2 separate regions of the Mus musculus genome follow, and region 2 is linked to region 1. The links are chromatin contacts, called in public promoter capture Hi-C maps. All regions are on one chromosome and are shown on one strand. The core of a region is the stretch at or near the end of the contact, and the rest is flanking DNA. Distances in the headings are between cores, read along the strand shown. Region 1 holds the start of Angptl2 (angiopoietin-like 2). Region 2 overlaps Mapkap1 (mitogen-activated protein kinase associated protein 1).

The links. Promoter capture Hi-C pulls out the DNA fragments that hold promoters and counts their contacts.
Region 2: a promoter capture Hi-C map of liver shows a contact between it and region 1, with 2.6 times the contacts expected there. The contact joins the enhancer-like site here to the promoter of Angptl2 in region 1. A contact is called at or near these places in 3 of 39 promoter capture datasets (liver and pre-B cells), 1 of 115 datasets of contacts at active chromatin or transcription factors (pancreatic cancer cells) and 1 of 9 other capture datasets (embryonic stem cells).

Annotation. Positions count from the first base shown.
Region 1 is chr2:33,212,588-33,218,013 of GRCm38.p6, reverse strand. Angptl2 (angiopoietin-like 2) reads right to left here and starts at 2,053. Exons shown (of 5, transcript NM_011923.4): 1 at 1,561-2,053. All of the region lies in intron 8 of Ralgps1 (Ral GEF with PH domain and SH3 binding motif 1), which reads left to right.
Region 2 is chr2:34,541,264-34,546,753 of GRCm38.p6, reverse strand. The region is part of intron 7 of Mapkap1 (mitogen-activated protein kinase associated protein 1); the gene reads right to left. Among named protein-coding and RNA genes, the nearest start is that of Gm34178, 31 kb to the left of the region's middle. Within about 2 kb of position 1,928, at least 19 of the 459 cell types and tissues checked have an H3K27ac peak or open chromatin away from gene starts, as enhancers often do. A contact at or near this core is called in liver and pancreatic cancer cells, where this site is marked.

The sequences.
Region 1 (5,426 bases), core at 804-3,303:
TATGAATAATATATGTGATAAATAAAATATAAAATAAAGTTATTTTAATACCCTTTAATCCTCATGTTGTGGTGACTGCCCCCCCAACCATAAAGCTATTTCATTGCTACTTCTTAACTGTAATTTTGCTACTGTTATGAATTGTAATGCAAATATCTGATATGTAGGATATCTGATGTGGTTGCAACCCACAGCTTAAGAACCGCTGCTTTAGAGAATGTATCCAGGTCAGGGCAAGAGTTGGGGTACTGGTTCTTCCCTCTGGGCATGCTGATGGTTGGGCTCTAATAACTGGTAACCAGGGCTTTAGAGACTCTGAACACATCTCGTGCGCCACCCCTGGAGAGCAGTGAGTGATGTGTGACTTGAAGAAACCCTGAAGTCACATGCCAGGCTTCCTCATCTGGGAGATGGAGGTAGTTAGATGTGTGTTGTGGGGTTGCTGCAGGTGTCTGCTGGGCTGTTGCTGAGCTGGGCTCTCAGCCCTCTTTTTCACAGATCAGGAAACTGAGGTTTAGAAAAGCTGTGATCTGCCACTTAACAGAGTTCAGACAGGAGCCAGCTCATAATCGCTGCCATACTAGGCCTGTACTTGGAAGAACCCATGTGGAGAGCACTGAGCTAGCTTTGGAACTTGTGTTCTCAGTCTTCCTCAAAGGGATCTTTTTCTGAGTAACAACACTGGCCTCTGGGAACTCTCCTAATCCCACAGCAGAGGCAATAGCTGACCCGTGACACGGATGTCACAGGGAGAGGGGAGGGATCAGCAGAGAATTTCTGTTTGGAAATGTTATCTCATGCTGAAGCGCTTGCTTTCAAGGGACTGACTCTGTATGTGGCGCCTGCTGTGTCCCCTCACTAGGCTGTTCAGAAAGCAGGTCCTCCACAGTCTCTCAGCCACATCCTGCTGGCTGGAGACCTGGGATCCATCTACTGTATCCTTGGGCGCAGAGGGAAAGTCAGGGCAGCACTTTGCCCCAGTCCTACCGACAGAAACTTGTGGGTGACATGTTCTGTCCCGCACAGGACGCCTCTGCTCCTGGCACGCTGGCAGCTCGTGCTGCCTGGCCCAGGGCACTTTCTGAACTGAGGCCCCCACTGCCTCAGGTCCGCATTACATCTGCTTCTGCTGTAGCATAACTCTAGCTGGCTGGGTGTGCAGGAGTCCGGAGCTTGAACACAACTTGCCCAGTCCTACACTGCCCTGCGACTCTCAGCCTGCTGCCCTTTCAAATCCGCACCTACACACATGCACATACCCGGCTACCAGCCTGTGTCCGACAGCCAAACCGGCTCACCCCAGAGGCTCTTTGTCTGAAAGAGGTGAGTGGAGCTCACCGATGAAGTCCTCAACATCCCAGCCCAGTGTGCTTGTGCCTCTACACCACCCTGCCCAAGTATTCACAGTCCTCTGCCTGGTCAGATGCTTGATTCAGCTCTGAGCAAAAGCAAGGTTTGACCCCTGTGGGGTCCAGCTGCACACGGAAGCTGGAGGAGTCAGGGTTGCCCGTCTCAAGCCCCTCTTCCCCTGGCTGCTGCAGTTGAGAGCTGACCCCTTACCTCTTCTCTCCTGCTTGGCCCTGGAGCAGCGCTTCACATGCCTCACGGTGCCATCAGCAGCACAGCCTGGCCGTGGCCTCCAGGAGAGGTCCCGAGTCTCAGGCTGGACTGGCCGCCGAGCAGCCCTGCCTCACTGGCCTCAGCTGGCAGCAGTCTATGCTCTCTGAAGCTCCTAGGGATGAGGCTGGCTCTGGTGTCACCGGGGCTGCTCCCAACCTGCTCTCCCTCACAGTGTGGTCCGCAGCTGCCTTAGTGCATGCTTCTTGCAGGTCCTGGGTCCAACAACACCACTCAGGGCTTGGGGTCCATCCCCAGGCCGACAGCAGCAGCCTCAGTTGAACTCCCAGGTCCTTTGTGGAGCCTTTACGTGCCGCCAGAGGAAACTGTGAGCACAGCCTGACCCTGGTTGGCTGCAGGCACTTCTCTCCGCCCACCAGTGCAAGAGGATCCCCCAGGCCCCAGAAAAGCTCTGGGCCTCCCCTCAGCTCCAGACAGGGGCGGGCCGCCTGGTGATGTCACACTAGCTCCAGCCCCAGCTGGCCCAGCCCCTCCTGCCTGCTTTGGCGGCCTGGGCGGGGCCCCCTCCTTCTTTGGCACAGGAAGGCTGGCCAGCTCTGCTCCTGGCTCACCAGCCTGCTCCACTCCCTGAAGGCTGACGTTGCTGGGGTGCCCTGTGTAGGCAAAGCGCTTCCACTGGACTCGGGTAACGGACTTGAGCAGCTGCGGCTGTGCAAGCAGCTGCTTGGGAGGCCAGGGAGCCCTGCTCACTCTTTCTGTGGATTGCCTTACTAAGTGTTCAGCATCTTCTTTCCAAACCACTTCATCCCTGCAGAAGGCACTGCTAATGTGGCAGTGGGGTAGGACAGTGAAAGTACCATGACTGGGTTGGGAAACTAGAGGAAGACTGTTTGCCACTCCCTGAGCTTCCTTCTCTACAGCATAAGTGAGCCACATTCCAGCAACACTGCCAGGTTCACCAAGGTCACCTGGGAAGGTCCGGTTACAGGATCAAGGACGGTGTGCCAGGTGGGCAGGTGGGCTGGACTTAAATCCAAAGCCCCTGCTATGTGACCCTGCCAGCCTTAGTTCTCAGCTGTGACTTGGGTGAACACGTGGTAGAGTCCCTGGGAGCTGTCAGTTGTGAATGGTCAAGAGAGTGGAGTGAGCGCTAAGACTGGTGGCTCCGAGTAGAGAAGGACAGGGCCTTGGTGCCTAGGCCACATCCTTCAGATGCATCAGGTCTGTTGAGCTGGCAGTAGAAGGCCACTGGCATCCTGCAGGGGTGTAGAGAGGGGGAGACCCCAAGTCCCATGCACAGGCTCACCCACTGCTTGATATTAGTGATGTCTCTTCTTTGAAAAGTGTTAGTGGTGGTGGTAACATTTAGGTACGAACTAAGAGGAAACTTTAGTGGCCCTCTCTTACAGCAAGTCAACATGGGATATTTTCCTGATCTCTAAGGAGACAGACCCACTGTGGCTCCCTCTCCTGAGACTGCCACCTTTTATTCAGGAAACAAATTATTTTTTCTGCTTCTCCTCAGCCTACTTAGCCCCTTCCCTCTTCTGTCAATTTCTTCTGTTCCTAGAAGAAACTACAGACCTTAAGGGACACCATTAGCCAGAGAGCTGATCTGGGCTGGGCAGGAAGTCTTTTTCTACCAGGGAGTGATGAGCACCGCTCTGCTTTCTGCCTAGGACCTGGTCCGGGTCCTGTGGCTGAACACCACTTATTTGGAAGTGAGTCACCATATTCCGCAGCGTGGTCATACAGCACATTGAGAGGCTGTCCCCTTTCACTTATCTTCCTCGCATTTCTAGGATGTGTTTATGAAGATGCTACTATTAGCCAAAGCCCCCGTCCTCTGACAGCAAACAGTTGGGCTGGGAGAAAACTGCTGCGTGCTGAGGGTGAATCTTACAGGGAGATGCAGCAGCCAGGGCCAGCTGCCGGATGAAATCTCTAAGCCCAATTCCATAGGATGGCTCAGACCCACTAGGCAATCAAGTGGGGGGTGGGGGATAGTCAGGGCTAGGTGGAATAGGTGAAAGTGCTATAGTTGCTTCTTCAAAGATAGTCCCAACATGCCCCAGATTACCAGGAGATTCTGACACTCCTCCCATTGAGAGGTAGTATCCATTCTCCATCCTTACAAGTCTGTGTGTGGTACCAATTTGTACTGGTAACTCCAGTACCATGAAATGAAGGAACCTGATGTCCAAGGCCAGAGAACAGGTGGTTACTTAAAGGCCAGGTGACATCTGCTCTGTCCACTGGGACACCGCCTCATAGAGCCTTGAGCAAGCCAGAGCCTGAGAAATTGAGGGTTCGTAGCACATGGTAGATAGTACTGCCTCCACTGGCATGTATGCAACGTCGCCTCCAGATGGTTCCAGCCTCTAGCTACTGAATTACCTCACCTATACTTTACTCTCAAGCATACAGTCTCCCTGTCAGGGTCCTGGCTCTGAAGGAGAGAGAGAAACCATCCCACTGTGGCACATCTGAATTCCTGGCTCACAGCTTAATGGAATAGTTATAGACTATTTGAGTTTTGATGTCATTTGTTAGACCACAGAAGTAACTGGAGAAGACACTGGGGCAAGAACAGTTATATGGTGCTCTTGTATTTTGTTTTGTTTGAGTCTGGATACTATTACATTGGCTGGCCACAAACTCAAAATCCTCCTACCTAAGCCTCCTTAGTGGTGGAATTACAGACACACACCACCATACCCAGCCATGAGGTGTTCTTTTAGTGGAGCCGAGAGAACGTTTTGGTTGAGGAGAGATGAGGCTCTGTTAGAGAGGTGGGATTAAGTCCCAAGGATCTAGTCACAGGCTTTTAGCAGTACATGGCTGGTAGTGTCTCAGTAAAAGGCCAGTGTTGAGGAGTCTGCTGCTGGAGCCACAGGCTGGGCATCTGAAACTGGAGGCTGTGCTTGAGCCATTTGGTGAGAAAGACGGGGTAGCTCATAGGACTTACCTGATGGCAAAGGAGTCTCCAGGACTACCACGTCCTCTGGTGACCGTGTAGCTCACGCATGTGGGTTATCGTGGTACTGCTGTTTGCATAACCCAAAGCTCCAACAATGTCAAAACCACCAGAGTGGCCTTGTCCCACCCATCTGTGTACAACCCTTGCCCTTTTGATGGCTCAAGACAACCAGGTGCCCTGCAGGCAAACTCAAGCTTCAGAGTCGGTTTCTCCTTTTCCTGCTCTGAACCTCTGAACCTCGCTTTCCCTCGTCTACAAAATGGGGGTGGTATGAGGATCGGCCTCAGAGAGCTATTATGAAAATCGATAAGGGGCTGAAGAGATGGCTAAGCTGTTAGAGTGCTAGGTGCCTCTCTAGAGGGTCTGAGTGTGATTCTCAGTACACACGTGATGGCCCACAACCACCTGTAACTCTCTTCTGGTCTTCCTGGGTGCCAGGCACACAGTGGAGCACAGACACACAGAGAGGCCAAACACTCATGCACATAAAATAAAAACATTTTTAAAATATTAATTGAGCTGTAAAGCACATTAGTTTAAGACATTCTGGCTCCATACAACCTGTGAATGCTGACTGTACTACTACTAGGCAGTCAGTACCTGTGTAGACAGATGTTTCCTCATCTGCTTTTGGTTTTGATACAGGGTCTCTTGTATCCTAAAATGACTGAACTCTCCGTGTAGCCGAGGAAGACCTTGAACTTGCCATTTTCCCAACTCTACCTCCTGAGTGCTGGAATTCACAGGTGCGCATTGCTACATCCGGTTCATGTGGTGCTAGGGATGAAAGCCATTGCATTTTGCATGCTAGGCAAGTGCTCCGCCGAGCCACCCCTCCAGCCTTGTTTGTTGTTTCAGACAGGGTCTC
Region 2 (5,490 bases), core at 679-3,178, 1.3 Mb before region 1:
AGCTCTGCTGTCATATTGCAGCTGCTGAAAACTTCCTTCTGAGCTGCTTATGGAGGAAAATGGCTCTTGTGTCAGGCCTCTGCAAGCAGTGGAACACTGTGGAGGATGCTTGGCTGGTCTCGGAGAAGTCTGCTGGGGTGGGCTAACTCTTGTAAAGGAGTGGTTTTATGCAAAGTAGCTAACACAATCTTGGCAGAGGAAGAATTCTTCCAGCTGGCAAGAGGATCCACAGAAGGCTGGCATGCCTGTAGAAAGGGTCTTCTGCTTGTGCTGGGTGGGGTAAGACTCATACTCTTCCCAGAGACAGACACAGCACCCCGAGCCTCTTTGCTTGTAGTAATCCTACAGTCATTCTCATGATATCCTCTTCATGCAGCCGTTCCTGAGAAGCAGCAGCAAAGTGCTAAACCTCTCTCTACCACAGAAACATGCAAATGCCACTTGTAAATAAGTAAGTTCCTTGGCAGCACCCTTCTGCTGGCTTTACCTCCAGACTCTCTGGCACAGGAAGCTGATGACATAAGCTGTGTGACAAAGGAGTCTTGTGATATCAATCCTCCTCTATCATGGCATGGGCATCCTTGTTAGGAAAGCAGCTGTTTCTTGGAAACGGTGCTTCCAGCAGCCTCAAGTTCAAGTGCAATACAAGGCTCCTTCTATATCACATTAAGTTTCCTACAGACTTAACTTGCTGGAAACATAAAGTTATAGGCAAAAGCCAGGTCAATGAATGGAAACAAAGTAAAGCAACACCTCCAGAGAAACTTAGGCCCAAGGGTGATGACAACACGTGACTTCCACTGAGTTCTCTGTATAGATTAAATATCTTATAAGCACCCGGCAATCCTACAACCTTTTCAGAGCCTGTGACTGAGGCTGCAAGGGGTTCATGACTTGTCTCATTTTACAGCTTATCAGAGGTGCTGCTGAGGACTCAGGGTGATTTATTTCCAAAGTCTAGGTTTTTCCTACAGCATCACACTCCCATTCTAGAAGGAAGCAGATTGATCTTTCTAGGGGAGGGGTGTACACATGTCTCCACTGAGCTAGCTATGTGTCCTGAAATGAACCCAGTACTGAGGACACACCTTGTAGTCGTGAACAGGACAATACAGGGACCCATGAGTTTAGGTCTCAGGTTATTCATTACTACTGTGTAGCCTCTCTTAGCTCTAGTGTCACTCCATATATAAAATGAAACTAACAGCCAACTAAAATATGTGTTTGAAAAGTGCTGATGTAAGTGGTAATAATTATTATCAATCTGTAACTTTACATGGAAAGTTAAAGCCACGGGTAAATGAAAGAAGGAAACCATGACCTCAAATGTTATTTAACATATTATGTATAGAAAAATAAAATATCCCACACTACTGGGTATCTTCCCGTGCTGCTTTCTGTCTTATTGGCTTGAAAGTCTCCCACTACCCCAGAAACTGACTGTTTTGTCTAGACCAACTAAGCAGCCTGTTCTTGAGCTCTGCCTGTCTGCCTCCCGGCGCTGGGCGGAGCGGCGTGTGCAGTGAGCATCTAGCCTTTTACACGGCTGCGCTCCCTGGGCTTACGGGCTACATGCTTTGACCACTGAGTCACCTCTCCAGCTCCCCACCCTCCATTTTATTATTAACTTTGGTAGCCCTGAAAAGCTGACAACTGTACACAAAAAATTCAGGTACCTACTGCCACATTCCATACCTAACACTTGACCCCATTTGCTCCAGCAAGTATTTACCCCACTCCCATCTTTTCGAATGCATTTGAACCAGGAGACAGATACCAGCATATTTAGAACACCCTGTAGTTAAATGGCTAACTAGGATTCAATGTTTACAATTCTATTTTTACTTTTAGGCACAATCTGCACACAGTGGGATAAATAAACTTCACAAGTGCCGCTTGCTCACCTGTGCTTGTGCAGCCCAGCTCCTGACCTCACGTGGACTGTCAACACACAATCTATTTCCCTTAGCCTAGAAAGCTTTCAACAGCCTTTCACAGTGAGGAAATTCTGTGGTTGAGAAATATTACACAGAACTTAAAAATCTAATTTTATCTGTTACCTGTTATCAATACTCACGAATTGTGCAGGTGTGTTTACATACATACACACACACACACACACACACACACACACACACACACACACACACACACACACACAGGTGTGCACACATATTCCCCATTCATGGCATTCACAACCATAAAAGCAAAACAGGATACAGCCCAGGTCACAAGGTCTTGTGTAGAGATTAAACATAAAAATGCTGGGAATACTATTAAGTTTCCAATGGACATCAAAGTCATTTTGTTGGTACTTCCTCTCTACTTCTTTCCCCCTAATTTAAAGATGCTGCTTTGAAATAGAAAACAGTAATGAGGTAAAAAAGAAAAAAAAAACACCCAGTTAAATGAGAGCTGTGGGAAAAGGCACCTCTCTGCATAGGCAGTCCTCTCCCAATTTATCCACTCTGACTTCAGCTAATTAAACATCCGTCTCAACGGCCTCCTCGGCAAATTAGTCATCCCCACTTTGTGACACTGATTGTTGGTTGCAGCCTCTCCCCACTTGCTGCCATTCCCAGAAACTTGTAGGAGTTTTCTCACCAGGCACATGGCAAGGAATGATGCAGGGTCTCCATTAGCCCCCTACAGTTGCCCTTGGTACCAGTGCTGTTTGTAATGCTGCCAGCCATGTCCTCAGACATGCCTTCCCAAAAGAAACCTGTTCAGGGGTGACAGTTTTGTCTACATTTCTGAGTTCCAGTGTATGATGCACTTTCCAAGTGCTAGTACATATACCAGACGGAAAAGAGGTATTAAATAAGCATTTCATTGAAAATCTGTTTTACGATAGCTTTGATGAGGAAGGAAGGAAGTAGTACAAGGTCTCAAAGGAACTGAACTGAGTTCTGGTAAATCACCACAGATCCTCTGAGCACTGAAGCTTTGTGAGTGGATCAAATGGCCAGCAGGCAAACAAGGAAAGCTGCCCGGCTTGGCTGTATGTGCACACGCTCCTTGTCACCTGCCTGCTGAGAGAGAGAGAAAGAGAGACGGCAGGCGGGGAAAACCTGATTTTGCACTATAGGATACATTTTACACGTTACTCAAGTCAGACTTCTTAAAATGCCTTTTCCCCTTAAAAGAGCTTACTGTCCATCCTAAGTGGTAGCATCTTTTAGAAAGACAAATGGCTAACAAGCACATTTGAAAATACTTAACTACACTGAAGACTCAGATAAAGAAAGTAAAATGAGACACTAGCAGCTGTCTGTCTACCAGTTTGGAAAAGCTGAAAGACTGGTAGAATACAATGTTGGTAAGCCCTGGGAGCAGGTACTTAGCAGGTACATACTTCAGGAGTGGTGGGGCTGTGTAACAGCTGCTCTAGAGATGATCTGTCTCTCTTCATATGTGCGGGAGATATGGAAGCCAGTGGTCAGTATCTGATATCTGCCTCATGGCTCTCATCTGTGAGATGGCTTTTCACTGAAGGCAGCTAGGTGAGCTCCAGGAATCGTCCTGTCCAGTACTAGAGTTATACAGGTATATAACCATGTCCAACTTTCATGTGATTTGAACTTAGGTCCTCATGGGTGTGTGGCAGGCATTTTACCCACTGAGCCACCCCCTCTGCCTTCAATCATTGACAAGAAATCCCTTATCTGGCACAAATCTGCAATAAATAGTTATACAGGACTGTTTGCTTCATGTTTTGTATATTGAAAAGTTAGAAATAATCCAAATAACTTAAATGTTAGGTTAAATACATTTAATTGGAATTATAAACAGACATTAGATCATACACACATTTGATATCACACATACACCTCTCACGTATCATGAGGGGGACTGATGGATGGAAGTGATTAATTAAAGGAAGGCATTGTATCACATGCCTTTCATCTCAGCAGGCAGAGGCAGGTGGACTTCTTATGAGCCCCTGGCCAGCTTGGTCTACACAGTGAGTTCCAGGCCAGCCAGAGTTACACAGTGAGATCCTCTCTTAAAGAACCCAATACACAAGCAACTAGGAGAATAAGGGCTAACAAGATGGCTTAGCAGGTAAAGGTGCTTCCTGTCAAGTCTGGCAACCTGAAGGTGGACGAAGAGACCTGATTCTGAAAAAGTTGTTCTCTGACATCCACGTGCACACATGTCAAACAGACACATACAAATGAACTAAACATTGAAGGGTTTTCACAGTAAAACAAACAAACAAACAAACAAACAAACAAACAAACACCAGAGTCCATATGTGTCCACAGAACTCAGTCCATGTACCTATCTATATGTGAAATGAATAAAAACCCATAAGGAAATTCGAGTAAACTTCATAATTTTTTGCTGGACACATCTCCAAAATCTTTTCCACAGTATTTAGTAGATGAGGCCAGCTTACGCCTCGTCCCCATTTTCTGAGCCTGGCTCCAGGAGCCCAGGCTGCAGCTTCATTCCACTCCAATGTTCCCAACCATACTTCAGCTCCAGAAAGGAAATGACATTCTGACTGGTGTCCTCCTTTTCCTCCCTAACACAATGCTTTACATCTGCACCCAGGGCTCCATCATCTGCTGTAGAGAGGTTGTCTTGTATATTGTATAAATGCCTCACTTGTCAATTAAAGCCTATGGCCTATGGTTTAGGCAGGAAATAGAGGAGGGACATTGGGAGGAGAGAGGAGTCAGATAGGAGCTGAAAAAGATGTGAGGAGATGGACACATGAGCCATGTGGCAAAATGTAGGTTAAAATAAATGGGCTATCTTTAGTTATGATCTAGTCAGAGTAAAGGGAGCTATATGGCCAAGGCATTTGTAAATATAATTTGAGTCTGAGTCTTATTTCTGGGAGCAGGGGGCTGGGAGGCAGATGCAGGACTTTAGTACAACAGCCTGCTGTCCTACTCCTCAGGAGACTCTGCAATCTCATGTCTTTCCTTCAAGCTCTGCAGTCTCTAATCTACCTGGCATAACATGCACAGTGGATGTTTGAAGAGGAACCCTCGTTAGACTGCCCTCTTTCCATCAAAATATAGATCAAATTTAACATGTTTCACAAACATGACCTAGCCCCAAATGAGCATGCTACCCTCACACTCTTACTCAGCTCCTCCTACAGGGGAACAACACTAGCCTGACTCCCAATCCTGTCCCTCCTCACAGTCCTCTGGCCTCTGCCAAAAAACATATTCGGACAATCTTCTCCAATTCCCTAAGTCTGGACCCAGTCTCCCCTGGGTCTGTCTTTACCTTCTGCTTATCATGTTCATGGTACTATAGCTACCTGCTTATCGGCCTCCCTGTTCAGCTAATCAGCAAGCTCCTTAAAAGTCAGGAAATCTCTAGTGCCTATATTAATCTGCTACATCATCAGCCCTAATAAATAGCCCCACCTCCTCTAGTCTGCATTTACCATCAGGGCTAGCCAGATCTGGACCCCACCTAGGTTCATCCTCTCCTGATAGGGGTTGTCTATGCTTTCTGAGTGCA